Regions from separate parts of the Sus scrofa genome. Here region 2 is linked to region 1. Evidence: chromatin contacts called from public HiChIP or PLAC-seq data. All regions are on one chromosome and are shown on one strand. The core of a region is the stretch at or near the end of the contact, and the rest is flanking DNA. Distances in the headings are between cores, read along the strand shown.

Evidence for each region. HiChIP or PLAC-seq counts read pairs in DNA pulled down with a chosen protein or histone mark.
Region 2: a contact with region 1 is called in an H3K27ac HiChIP or PLAC-seq map of alveolar macrophages. The contact joins two enhancer-like sites. A contact is called at or near these places in 2 of 47 Hi-C or Micro-C datasets (fetal liver and liver) and 1 of 2 datasets of contacts at active chromatin or transcription factors (alveolar macrophages).

Annotation. Positions count from the first base shown.
Region 1 is chr11:68,223,411-68,226,042 of Sscrofa11.1, forward strand. The region is part of intron 5 of UBAC2 (ubiquitin-associated domain-containing protein 2); the gene reads left to right. Among named protein-coding and RNA genes, the nearest start is that of GPR183, 24 kb to the right of the region's middle. Within about 2 kb of position 1,286, at least 12 of the 83 cell types and tissues checked have an H3K27ac peak or open chromatin away from gene starts, as enhancers often do. A contact at or near this core is called in alveolar macrophages, where this site is marked.
Region 2 is chr11:68,380,850-68,383,481 of Sscrofa11.1, forward strand. No RefSeq gene overlaps it. Among named protein-coding and RNA genes, the nearest start is that of TM9SF2, 26 kb to the right of the region's middle. Within about 2 kb of position 1,307, at least 1 of the 83 cell types and tissues checked has an H3K27ac peak or open chromatin away from gene starts, as enhancers often do. A contact at or near this core is called in alveolar macrophages, where this site is marked.

The sequences.
Region 1 (2,632 bases), core at 36-2,535:
AAAATTCCTTAATATTACATAATACCAAAATTATATTCAAATTTCTCCCATATTCCATTTTTCCTCTTCAGAAAAGCCCTCTATATCTGGTTTTACATTTGGCTATGATACCTCTTAAATTTCTCCCTCTTTTTTAGACACTCCATCCTCCCTTTTGGTATTGCAATATTTTGTATGCTAGGATGAATATGCTTGGACTGGCTTGCTCATTGTCTGCTCAGGTCCTCCTCATGTATCTCCACGTAAAACAGAAGTTGGAAAGCTGCACGCTGTCATTCTTCAACTCTTGCATCCAGAGTTCTGGATATGATTTAGGTTCTGACACTCGGAAGAACTTGAATGGAGCTTGAGATCAGTGCAAGCTAAGGCAGCAGCACATGAGGAGGCCATTTGGCCAGTCCATTTCTACAGACCCAGCAGGGCCCTGAGCTGACAGTTCAGACAGCTTCCCGATTCCTTGATTCTGCTGAAATGATGTGAAGACTTCCTGGTTCCCAGTGCCCTGAATGTGCCAGAGGACGCAGCTTTCATGGTCGATCAGTCCTTATATATTGTTCCCGGAGGCACAGCCTGGGTCTGCTCTTCTGGACCTTTGAGAATTTTATAAGCACCTAGCTCTGTGTACTCCTTCCCTGCCCCAAACAGCTCAAGGGGGTTCTGTTACGTGGCAGTGAACCTTGGCTGGCAGAACTGGTCATCTGAAGAATGTAACTTTTATCTTTGACTTCAGATGTGTTTCTAGGGAGCAGCATACCTGAATTGGAACCATTTAGATTTGAACTGGGTCATGGATTGAGGGAAAGGAAGCAGCTGTCTGTGTTAGATCAGCTTACTCATGGAGCATTAAGCCTGTGCGTGTATGTGTCTATGAAACCCTGACAGTCTTTTTATGCCGATTTCTGGAATAACCTCTTCTTGGCTGGTGACTTTGTCACCAAAAGCCATCTCCTACTAGGACTTCTTGTAGGTCAGTTGAGGTGGCCCTCCTCGTGCCTCCACCTGCCTCTCCTTTTCAGTCCCTTCTGAATCCATCCCTTGATTTCTGCTTCCACCTCTGATGTAACAGCAGGATGGGAAATGTGTTAGAGACCACACTTACCAATCGTTTTAATTTATTACAGAAAATTGCAAACATACATGAGTGCAGAGAGAAGTGTGTAACGAACACCACATACCCATCACCCTTTTAGCATTTTGTTGAACCTGCAAACTTCAAGTCATTCGACAACTGGCTCTCTAATGGGACACTTTCTCTTTCTTTTTCATTTTGCCACTTGCTTCCTAAATTCTTCACGGCCAAGACCTATACTATCCCTCCGCCTTGCCCTGCCTTTAATTGACCGACCTCTCCATGCGTCTCTCCTCCCGGGGTCGGTCTCTCCTCTCAGGGTCCCCCTCCCTGGGTCTCTGGGGACCTGAGTGTATGAGTTCAGACCCCATTGAAGGCTCTGTCTCAGCTAGAGCCCTTACCAGATTGTTGGGACTCAAAACTAGGACTTCTTTGAATTATATGATAGACCAGTAGTATAGTTCACTTTGAATTTTTTAAACCCCAATACAGGCAGTAACCCCATGTATTTTCACTATGTGTTTACAAAAAAGCTGATGCTTCAGTATAGGACTTAAGGGGAAAACTATGGAACTCAGGCAACAAGAACACATCAAAATGCTACTTTTTTGTAGAGTAGGATTAAAACTTTTTGTAGCCTCTGTATAGTTTCATTCTGACACACATTTTTCTTCTCAAAACCTGCATGGGAAAAGTCATTCTTACAAGATGTGGAAACCAGAAATAAACGTTCTCACACTCTGAGAAAACTGTGAAAGCCAATCAAAAATTATCTGAGTGCTTGGACCCATTGTGGTGGGTACCACGTGAGACAAGGTGGTGCGGTTCCTGCCTAAGAGTGGCTTGCAGTTCCCTGGAGGAGACAGGACCTCTGAAGAGCCCAGCGCTGTCAACAGTGAGCAGCAATGTCGTACACGTGCAAATAAAGAAAAGGGGAGGGCGTAACCGTTTGGAAGCAAGATAAACTGTTGAAAAATAAAAGAAAATTGTGTATTTTCCCACGTACACGACCCTCTCACACAGTTTCTTCTCTGACAACTCCTGTGTTGCAGAGCTTTCTCTAAGTTTGGATACATGTTATCAGGGAAAAGTTAAATAAATGTAGTCGTCTGTTGCTTCTTTGTATGTGGAACAAGAGGGGAGGCTGGCGGCAGTCCTAGTCCATTCTCAATAGAAAACTTTCTTTTCGGAAAAGAAATCTTGACTAATTTAAATGTCATTCCAGTTTCCAACCTAATACATTTTCCAGGATTAACAGTTCAGTACCAAACATACCGTAGTCGTTGATTGCTGTCTAATCTATCATCCTTGAATGGTGCTAGTCCTATAGTATCCTCAGCTAATATTTGGTGATCTGTAGTCGACATATTTTTTGAGCGTTATCTACATGGAAGGTGCTGTGCTCAGAGACGCCCGGAGTCGCAGTCAGTCAGTCTCTGCCCAGTGGCGCTTATGTTTCAGTTGAGGGGTGTAAGAGTGATGCACATGAAATAAGAGACCCAAGGCAGTGTGATGATTGGTACAGAGCATACCTATTATCTAGCACTGTTATTTCACTGCTAA
Region 2 (2,632 bases), core at 57-2,556, 160 kb after region 1:
TATAGGCTAGATTTTGTTGAGCAAATTGTTCGAGACAGAAAATAAAAGGCAGAGTTCCCATTGTGGCTCAGCAATAATGAACCCGACTAGTATCCATGAGGATGCTGGTTCAATCCCTGGCTTGCTCAGTGGGTTAAGGCTCCAGTGTTGCCATGAGCTGTGGTGTAGGTTGCAGACATGGCTTGGATCCTGCGTTGCTGTGGCTGTAGCCTGAGCTGGCAGCTATAGTTCCGATTCCATACCTAGCCTGGGAACTTCCATATGCTGCGGGTGTGGCCCTAAAAGGAAAAAAGAAAAAGAAAAAAAAAAAAAAGAAAGGCATACTACACCACCCATGTGACCAGTTGCTACTTATCATTCTGCAGAAACTTCCATCTCCCTGTGTTTAAAAGCATCCTAGGGAGTTCCCGTCGTGGCGCAGTGGTTAACGAATCCGACTAGGAACCATGAGGTTGAGGGTTTGGTCCCTGCCCTTGCTCAGTGGGTTAACGATCCAGCGTTGCCGTGAGCTGTGGTGTAGGTTGCAGACTCGGCTCGAATCCCGCGTTGCTGTGGCTCTGGCGTAGGCCGGTGGCTACAGCTCCGATTCAACCCCTAGCCTGGGAACCTCCATATGCCGCAGGGGCAGCCCAAGAAATAGCAAAAAGACAAAAAAAAAATAAAAAAATAAAAGCATCCTAGTTGAAAGAAGAGATACCATGAGTTGGTGACTCTTATAGCTGGGTGATGGGTACGTGGAAGTTTCTTCTAGCTTCTCTCAATTTATGTGTAATTTGAATTTTTCCACAATGAAAAGTTTAGGAGAGGAGTTCTCTTGTGGTGCAGTGGGTTAAGGGTCTGGTGTTACTGCAGTGGCGTGGATGTTACTGTGGTGTGGGTTCGATACCTGGCTCAGGAACTCCCGCATGCTGTGAGCTCAAAAAAAAAAAAAAAAAAAAAAAAAAAGTCTGGGAGAGAGAGAATCAAAGTATACCTATTCCAGAGAAGGGGGTCACCTGAATCTGGCAAGTGCGTAAGACAAATGAGTAAATTACTTTCTGATCCTAAGTTTCTTTATCTGTAATATGCAATTAATAATACCTCTCTCGTGGAATTGTGTCTTGGTGAGGGGTTTCAAGGAAAATACTCTTCTGTCCACAAAGCAAATACCTGTTTATAATGAGATTTTTTTTTTTTCTTCTGGTTACTAAAGTAACTCAGAGTATTGGGGTTTAAATGGGCTCATAAGCTCAGGACCTTCATGATGGAATAATTGCCCTCATAGGAAGAGGAAGAGACACCGGAACTTCCTCTGTCTCCATGGGCTCGGGGGCAGCCCTAAAAAGAAAAAAAAGAGGAAGAAAGAAAAAGAAACGTCTGTTATTTAAGCCCCCGGTATATAGTAGTTTCTTTTTTCTTTTTTTGTTAAGGACCGCAGCTGTGGCATATGGAAGTTCCCAGGCTAGGGGTCGAATCGGAGTTGCAGCTGCCGCTCTACACCGCAGTCACAGCAACACCAGTTCCAAGCCATCTCTGCAGTCTACACCACAGATCATGGCAACACCGGATCCTTAACCCACTGACCAAGGCCAGGGATCGAACCCAAATCCTTGTAGACACTGTGCTGGGTTTTTAACCCACTGAGCCACAATAGGAACTCTCGTGTCTGCTTTTCTGAGGTGCTTTTCCCCAGCTCCCGGACTCTGTCCCAATTGTGTATGGACACATATTTCTGTGAATGTTGTTTAGAAGGACGATGCTGACATTCCATGGCTGGGATCACCTGCCAGGTTCAGAAGCCTTGCAGTCCCTTCTTCTCTGTCCCCATCTCCGCACCAAAGACCAGAGGCCTGATGAGGGAGGCGAGAGCTAATTGGCAGATTTGGGGGAAAGGGACAGTGAGACTAATGATGCCAAGCCTCTTTCTGTACAAGAAGGGAAGAAAGAAAAAAAGAAAGGCGTCGTGGCCACACCCTATTTCCATGCTTTCCTCAAGGAACCTCTAGGCTGTGTGCTCTTTTGCTTGCGTGAGCAGGAATGCAGCACTGTGACAGCAGCTAACATGTATGCAGTATTTACCAGGTGTTGGCCATGATAGCCAGGGCTCGGCAGGTAGTAGTAGCTCATTCTCCCTTTCGGGTGGTTCTCAATCAGGACTCCCATCAGCCGGCAGGCACTGCTACAGCTGTGCCAGTTGTTCAAGTGTGGAATTCCTACAGTGCTGGTTGCTTGCTAGGGGACGCCTGAGTCCACCAAGTGCCTTTCACCCACCCCATCTGCCGCTCTGGCTCCAGGTAAGGCATTGGCGGGGGGAGGCATCTACCCACCAGCTTCCTCTTGGGGCTGCAACACCTCCCAACCCCCAGGCCCTGTGGGACCTGGCTTTGCAAGGCTGTGTTTACCTGCCACCACCTGGCTCTCCCTGTAATTATGGCAGCTGCTTGTTGGAGCGGCCTCCGTGGTGTATAATACAGGTTATTCAAGATTTTGGATGTCACCCTGCCTTTCTTGTTCTTGTCTTTTTTTTTTTTTTTTCCACACCCACTACAGCAAGATTAATCTTGCAAATGCAACTCGAAGATTTTTTCAGATTTCCCCAGAAATCAAGTGTTTTTCATTTTGCCCTGCTATCTCGGAGACTGAATTCATGTGT